2 separate regions of the Danio rerio genome follow, and region 2 is linked to region 1. A link is a contact called in public HiChIP or PLAC-seq data. All regions are on one chromosome and are shown on one strand. Each heading gives the region's core, a stretch centred on a gene start, on an enhancer-like site or on the middle of the called end of the contact. The rest is flanking DNA. Distances are from core to core; before and after follow the strand shown.

Region 1 (3,343 bases), core at 591-3,090:
ACAATCTGTATTAATTATTTTATTTTTAATTTCACATTGTTATATTGTTTTAGCAGTACAACGGTATTGACCTGGTTGAAATGGCATTTATGAGAGTCTTAGGAACATATATTCAAGTATCTAATATACTGATCTGGGCAATAATTCAGCTTTGATGGGGTTAATTCATTGTAAATAAAAAGTTTTAGTTTTATAGTCATTGGCTGATAAAATTATTTTACTATTCAGAATTTGCAAATAATACTTTTCTGAAATCAAATAATTAAGGAAAAAGTCTGAATTTCCGAAAATAAAACCAACTTTATTTCAATTTCATGTGGAAACCCTTTAGACTCATATGATTTTACACATGTCTTGGAACTTTTAAAAGCTTCAAAATTTGACACCATTTAAATTAGCCGCATTGTTTACTAACCAGCCCAGTATACGCAGGTAAAGCAGTGAGGCAGATTAACTCCTGCTGGACAGCAACACTGTGCACACAGGCCCTGTTTTCCAGTGTCTAAACTACCCTTTGGACAGTCATAATCAAGCATGATGTACTCCAAAACTACCAGATCTCATGCAGCTGTTGCTATTATATAGGAAAAGACGCTGTTCACGGCACACTTCATCAAATGAGCGGGCAGAGATGCAGACGATCACGCCTTTCCTCTCACCGTATATCATCGCCAGTCCAGTCTCGTGCAGAAACCTGAAGCGGCGGTGCTTGAACAGCCATATGGTGAGGATGGTGAGGGTGAGGAGCATGATGAAGATGAGAAGGTCGGCGCTGTCCTGTCTGTGGCTTTCTTCAGCTTTCTTCTCTGTCACGATATTCTCCATCGCGCTGTCTTCTTCAGCTCCGCACTGGCACAGGCAGAGGGAACTCGCCAAAACAAACACATGTACGGGCAGTCTTCTCCAGACACGCATCGCGACTGCCTTCATTTCACTTGTAGAGCCCATGTTTGCATTTCTTTTGGGTGTAAAGGTGTAAGAAGGTGAAGGCGCGATGTTTACGATCGCTGTACATCGGCTGGGGCTTTAGCCGATACCAGCATAGGCTCTTGGAGATTGTTCCTGATTCGCGACGACGCCCCGCCCACTGAACTGACGTCACGTGAAAACGTAGCAAAATGTGTTCGTGCCGGTCATCGGTGGACAAACGGTGCGCAGAAGTTTAACATTTATCTGCATCGTCACTGTTGTCGAACAAAATTAAAATTCATTTTTAGTTTTTTATAAGAAAGACAACTTGTTTAATATACAACAAATACTTAATATTAAAAAAATGTGAAAAATGAAAGCTGGAAACGTCGAATTTGCTGTCAAAGTTTACGCAAAACAAAATATCATTTTGAAATCAATATAAAACTAAAACTGAACTAAAACACAATTAAATATAAATGGCAATTTAAAAAAGTGAAAAAATTACCGTTATAGAACGCAAAAAAATACATAAAAACGTAATAAAAAACCATAAAAACAAATCCAAAATATTTATAAAAACTATGGGAGTGTATTATTTAATTTACACTAAAACAAGAGTGTTTTATTTAGTTTTTTATTGTGTTGTTTAAATCATAGCTGAAATCAAATATATTATACGTTATTTTTTTTTAGAAACTACAAACTGCATGTTTCAAACTGAAGGGGAAATAAATGTTTGTATTAGCACATGAAACATGACTTTTTTAACATTATATTTTATTGTAAAACAGTTAAATTCATCTTGGAAAGTCTACACAGTTAGTTATTTCTGCGTTCTGTTTAAATCAGGTTTAATTGCGTTTTAAAGCGGCAGTGGGCCACCGGAAGTGCGATTAGTGCGGCGGCGGTGATGACGCAGCGCTCATTGACGAGTGCTTCACGCGCCTCGCCACTGGCTCGATCGGTTGTGCTCGAGTGAAAATGGCCTCGTCCTTCTGGAAAGGTGTTGTCGGTATAGGACTATTCGCCTTGGCACACGCGGCTTTTTCAGCGGCACAGCGTAAGTATTGTTGATCCAGAAACTGGAGGTTGAGGACAGACTGTTCTGTTGCTGAGTAGCCGGGGCTGATTGTGCTCTGGCGGCGATGCGGCCTCTCTCTCTCTCTCTCTCTGCAGAGCTCATGACAGCTCCAGCTGCACTCAAACTGCAGAGCTCACTATCTAGACAGCATTTTGGAGTGCGCTCGCACTCGTGTAGTCTGCCCGAAAATGCTGTCTAGGTAGGCAGCTCGCTAGGTTGTGAGACACAACCTTTATAACAGCACAATGAACGCTAAAGAAGTTCTCTTCTAGCTTAAACCACTGATCATGTCTGTCGGATTGAGACTTGTGAACGATCAGATCGTGCCAATGTTTGTCGATGCGTTTAATATTACGTTACGCAGTATGAATTGTATTTCAGATTGTATCCTGATTCTCTTTGCTATGTTACATTACCATATTCAAACTACACCCACAAAGACAGCGTGTTTGTTAACATTTCTTGTGAGGTATCATTAATTCACAAGTAACTCCCAACCGGCATTTGTTTTCTTTCCAAATAATGCTTCATCTGCTATTTTTGCCGTGGTGATGTCCGATTGATTCATTTGAGTCGATTGTTTTTGAATCTTTGACAGTTTCTGTACGTTCACGATAGCTCGGCTCATTGCTCGACTCATTGAACAGAGACTCGTCTTATCTGTGCGTATCTGACCCGTAGAATTGACAATTATCTGTCTTATTATCTTTTAAAACACAATAAAAAGTAACATAATTGAAACGATATCATTTTTTAGAGACTGCCTTACAAAGTAAAATCTCCAATTACTAGCCTGGCATTCATAATGAAGCATGTTTGTTGTTTACACTGGTCTGTTTTACAAGATAAATAAGTACCATTATTTAACAGTCCACATTACTATTATATAACAGGCTGTACCATAAATGATAGAGGTGAAATTGGTTTTATATTGCACATTCGTTTATTAGCAGTCTCTACATTGTTTACCATGTTACTTTGAATATTCGATCGGAATTAGCATGCAAGTATGACTTATAAACAACATTAACACTATCTAATTCACTGTGAACAATGTTGCACTTTGATAGTCATTTCCTGCTAATATGATTTCTCTTTTTAGAATTTGCAAAAAAAAAACTTCTGAAAATGTTTTATTTAGAAGAATGTCTGAATATCCGAATATAAAACCGACTTTATATCCAGTAATGTATATGAATGTTGGTATCATGCTACTTGCTACAACGGTGCTATGCTGCTGTTTTGCTATCAGTCACACCTCTTTGTTTCTTTCTTCCAGACCGATCCTACATGAGACTGACAGAAAAGGAGAACGAAACATTACCAATAGATGTAAGTTGCGAAACAGAA
Region 2 (3,343 bases), core at 533-3,032, 150 kb before region 1:
AACCAGAGATGTTCTGGAGGAAACATGGGTTGAAACCTGCTTTGTGACTGTGCTTCCCATTGACTGGATCCATCTAATAAAATAAAATAATAATAATAATAATTCAACGTTTAAATTCACCAAGAAGTCGAATATTTTTCGTGAGAATACTGTTAAAGAACTGTTACTTGTCTGAGCAGACTTTTCCTTTGGTTTCACCGCTTGACTCAGAGCCCGGGAGAAATGCTCATCCACCATGCTGTTGATGTCTCCTTGGAAGTAGGTGAGAAGGACACTACCGGACTGCTCCTTAGTTTTCTTAGCCACTGGGTTCATTAGATCCTCCTCCATCACTAATCTAGATACTGCAGGAATGGTGTAGCATACATTGCTCATCATGTGTGATGACTTTATGTTTTTTAATGTAAAATTGCAATAGCATCCCATCATTTTATGATGTTTTTTGTATGGGGTTGATAAATGAAAGGATAAGAATAGCACAGACTGTATTATGTTCTGCATTTAATCATTAGAATTTAGCTGAATCAATGGTTCCTTGAAGAACCTTTATACTCCACATTTTCACCAAACACTGTAAATCATATATTGCTGTCTTATTTTTTTTTTTTAGTTAGGCTTTTCTTGTTATTTAAACTTATATCAGTCAAGCAGACTAGCAAATATTTAGTTCAACTTTGTATAGCTACCTGATTAAATTATTAAATTAAGTTTAAGTAACATAAAAACAAAATAGATAATTAAATGTTCTTCACACTAAAAAACAAATAACTGTGAACAATTTTCTTAAAGTCTTTTTAAGGATAATTTTCTACAGCATTACTGTGAAAATCTGAATTATGGAATATATAGTTACCATTATCAGTTAATTAATAAAAGGTTGGAAGCATTGACTAATTTCAACGGATATTGAGCGTCTACTACATTATTAAAATAGTTTTTTTATTTGCCTGAGCTAACATAAAACGAAGATAAAAAGCTGTATTATAACACTACCAAAGCTGAATAAATATTGTAACAAATGTATTGCTCCTTGTATAAGTCAATACTACAATATGAAATAGATTCAACTATAGCACTTGAAACTTCCTTTTTGAAAATAAGTTTTTGAAAACATCATGTGCTATTAATGAATAAAAGATTACGCCTGTATCACTTGCAGGTAGCCTATATGTTATTTATCAAATTATGTAAATTATGTTTAAAACTTATTTCTGGAAAATGCAAAGAATTGTCTAAGTTTTTTCTAATAACATAAATGCAAATAGTATAATAGATTATTTAAAATATGTTCTTTTCTTGACTCCTTGATCGACGATAGTTTTCTGACAGTATTCAACATTAGTCAACAAATGCAACATTTAAAGGTATAGTAATTTATATAATTAAACACATATATTTAAATCAGTATTAAATGCAATATTTAGTTAACAATGCGGCAGTTCAGTTCATTAAGAAATCTTAGAAATTGGCATAATATTAAAACCCACAAACGCATGTTTTCAGACGTAAAATATAAAAGGTGAAACGTTACATTTATGTTGCAGTTATTTTAAAATGAAATGATTGCAGAAAATAGCCTCCACTTTTTTATACTCACCGTATCAAAAAATGTGAGATCTTGCTCGTTTTAATCGCTGCAACCCGATGAATCACAGTGATAAAGTAAAGGTAACATCCGCCACGTAAACATGCTGCAGGTAAACCAGTTAAATCGTTTCTCTTTGAGCAGAAGTTAAACTGATCAGGCGACTAAACTGCGACACGTTTTGCTCTTAAACGCGGGGCGTCAATCTCTGAACTTTAACCAGTATGAGTAGAATGTGACTGAACGAGTTTAACTGTCGACTCCACAGGAAAAAGACACTGACAAAACTAATGTTTTTAGGACATGTTGTTTTATTTCCTTTCACCGTTGACACTGCGGATCAGACTAAAATGTTTTCAGTCATTTTGTTTGCAAATGTATCTATCTAATAAATATTCTGTAAGCAAAGACAAACAAACTTGATATAAAGTATGCAGATGGATTAACCAAAACCCTCTTAACGTAGCATATTATGTACAAAACATCTGAATTTTATAGCACTTCTCATTACCGCTGGCAGAAAAAAACCTGCTAATTTTTTTTAATACTGATAGTCTAAAGCAAGAATTTTTTTATCAAGCTATTTCATTGTTAAACTATATATAAGTAAGTATATATTTTATGTATTTACTTATAATTTATTTATATTTTTTTACAAATGGATAATGCATTACTGAAATGACACTCCATTACATACATTACATAACATAACCTTCTTAAAGGAATAGTTCACCCAAAAATGAAAATGTACTCATTATTTACTCACTCTCAAGTGTTTGCAAACCTTTATGAGTAAGACGATATTTTGAAGAATGCTATAATTTTCCATAGTTTTTCCTACTATGAAAGTCAATGGTTACAGGTTTCCAGTTTTCTTTAAAATATCTTCATTTGCGTTCAACAGAAAAAAGAAACTCATAACAGTTTGAAACAAGTAAAGAGAGAGTAAGTGTTGGCATCATTTTCATTTTTAGGTGAACTATGCCTTTATTTAATCTCCCTGGCTGGAAGAAATAAATAAATAATTAGTGAGACAGATTTAAATCAATGAAACAAGGAGCTTTCTAGAAATTCCTGTAGAAGTTTTTCAAAGGCTTCATTTAAGATCACTACAAAAGAAAAAAATGAATCTTCTGATTTTTTTCATTGTTTACTCTCTTGTTTCAGGAAGTCATCATTGCTGGTCCCTGTGTTTGAGGTATCCGAGATCTTCCTTTCACTGGTAATTTCTGACTTCATGGATGATGAGACTTGTAGACCACCTTTCCCTTTGTCCCCCTTTGGCACAGAACGGCTCCAGTCTATTAAAAAAGAGTACATTTATATATCTTTTTAACTGTAAATAGGAAAAGTTCACTTGTTGAGTACATTTTTAAAGATCACTTCTTTGTATTTCTTGCCGTTATGTGGGTTTTTGTAAAAAGAAGAATTACTATCAGAATATTTCTCTTAGTTGTATTTATTGATTATAGTTAAAGAATAGATTTAGTTGTTTATGTGAGCCAAACCTGAATATTCAGACTCTCTGAATCTTCCACAGCAGAGATGCATCCTCCACTGCTTTCTAACATTGTCTTTCATCAAGCAATAAAACAGGAAGATAAAGAAACCTGAAATACATAAAACATTTGTCTATAGATCTTTCATTTTTGCTATGGTTTGTTTAATCTATCCAGTATTCTGGGACATTCTAAAACATCAAAAAAAAAAAAATGCTTAAATGTGCCATATAGTGAAAAACTATATAGGCATAGTTAA

The links. HiChIP or PLAC-seq counts read pairs in DNA pulled down with a chosen protein or histone mark.
Region 2: an H3K4me3 HiChIP or PLAC-seq map of gastrula embryo shows a contact between it and region 1, with 4 times the contacts expected there. The contact joins the promoter of si:dkeyp-11e3.1 here to the promoter of mmgt1 in region 1. A contact is called at or near these places in 2 of 4 datasets of contacts at active chromatin or transcription factors (embryo and gastrula embryo).

What each region holds. Positions count from the first base shown.
Region 1 is chr14:36,126,515-36,129,857 of GRCz12tu, reverse strand. mmgt1 (membrane magnesium transporter 1) reads left to right here and starts at 1,840. Exons shown (of 4, transcript NM_205599.1): 1 at 1,840-1,972; 2 at 3,273-3,325. The coding sequence starts at 1,894. It overlaps slc9a6a (solute carrier family 9 member A6a), which reads right to left and starts at 1,062. Exons shown (of 16, transcript NM_001098256.2): 1 at 660-1,062. The coding sequence starts at 948.
Region 2 is chr14:36,274,667-36,278,009 of GRCz12tu, reverse strand. It overlaps si:dkeyp-11e3.1, which reads right to left and starts at 1,782. Exons shown (of 4, transcript NM_001386249.1): 1 at 1,598-1,782; 2 at 168-344; 3 at 1-73. The coding sequence starts at 330. It overlaps adgrg4a (adhesion G protein-coupled receptor G4a), which reads right to left. Exons shown (of 27, transcript XM_021481193.3): 26 at 3,094-3,195; 27 at 2,240-2,886. The coding sequence ends at 2,729.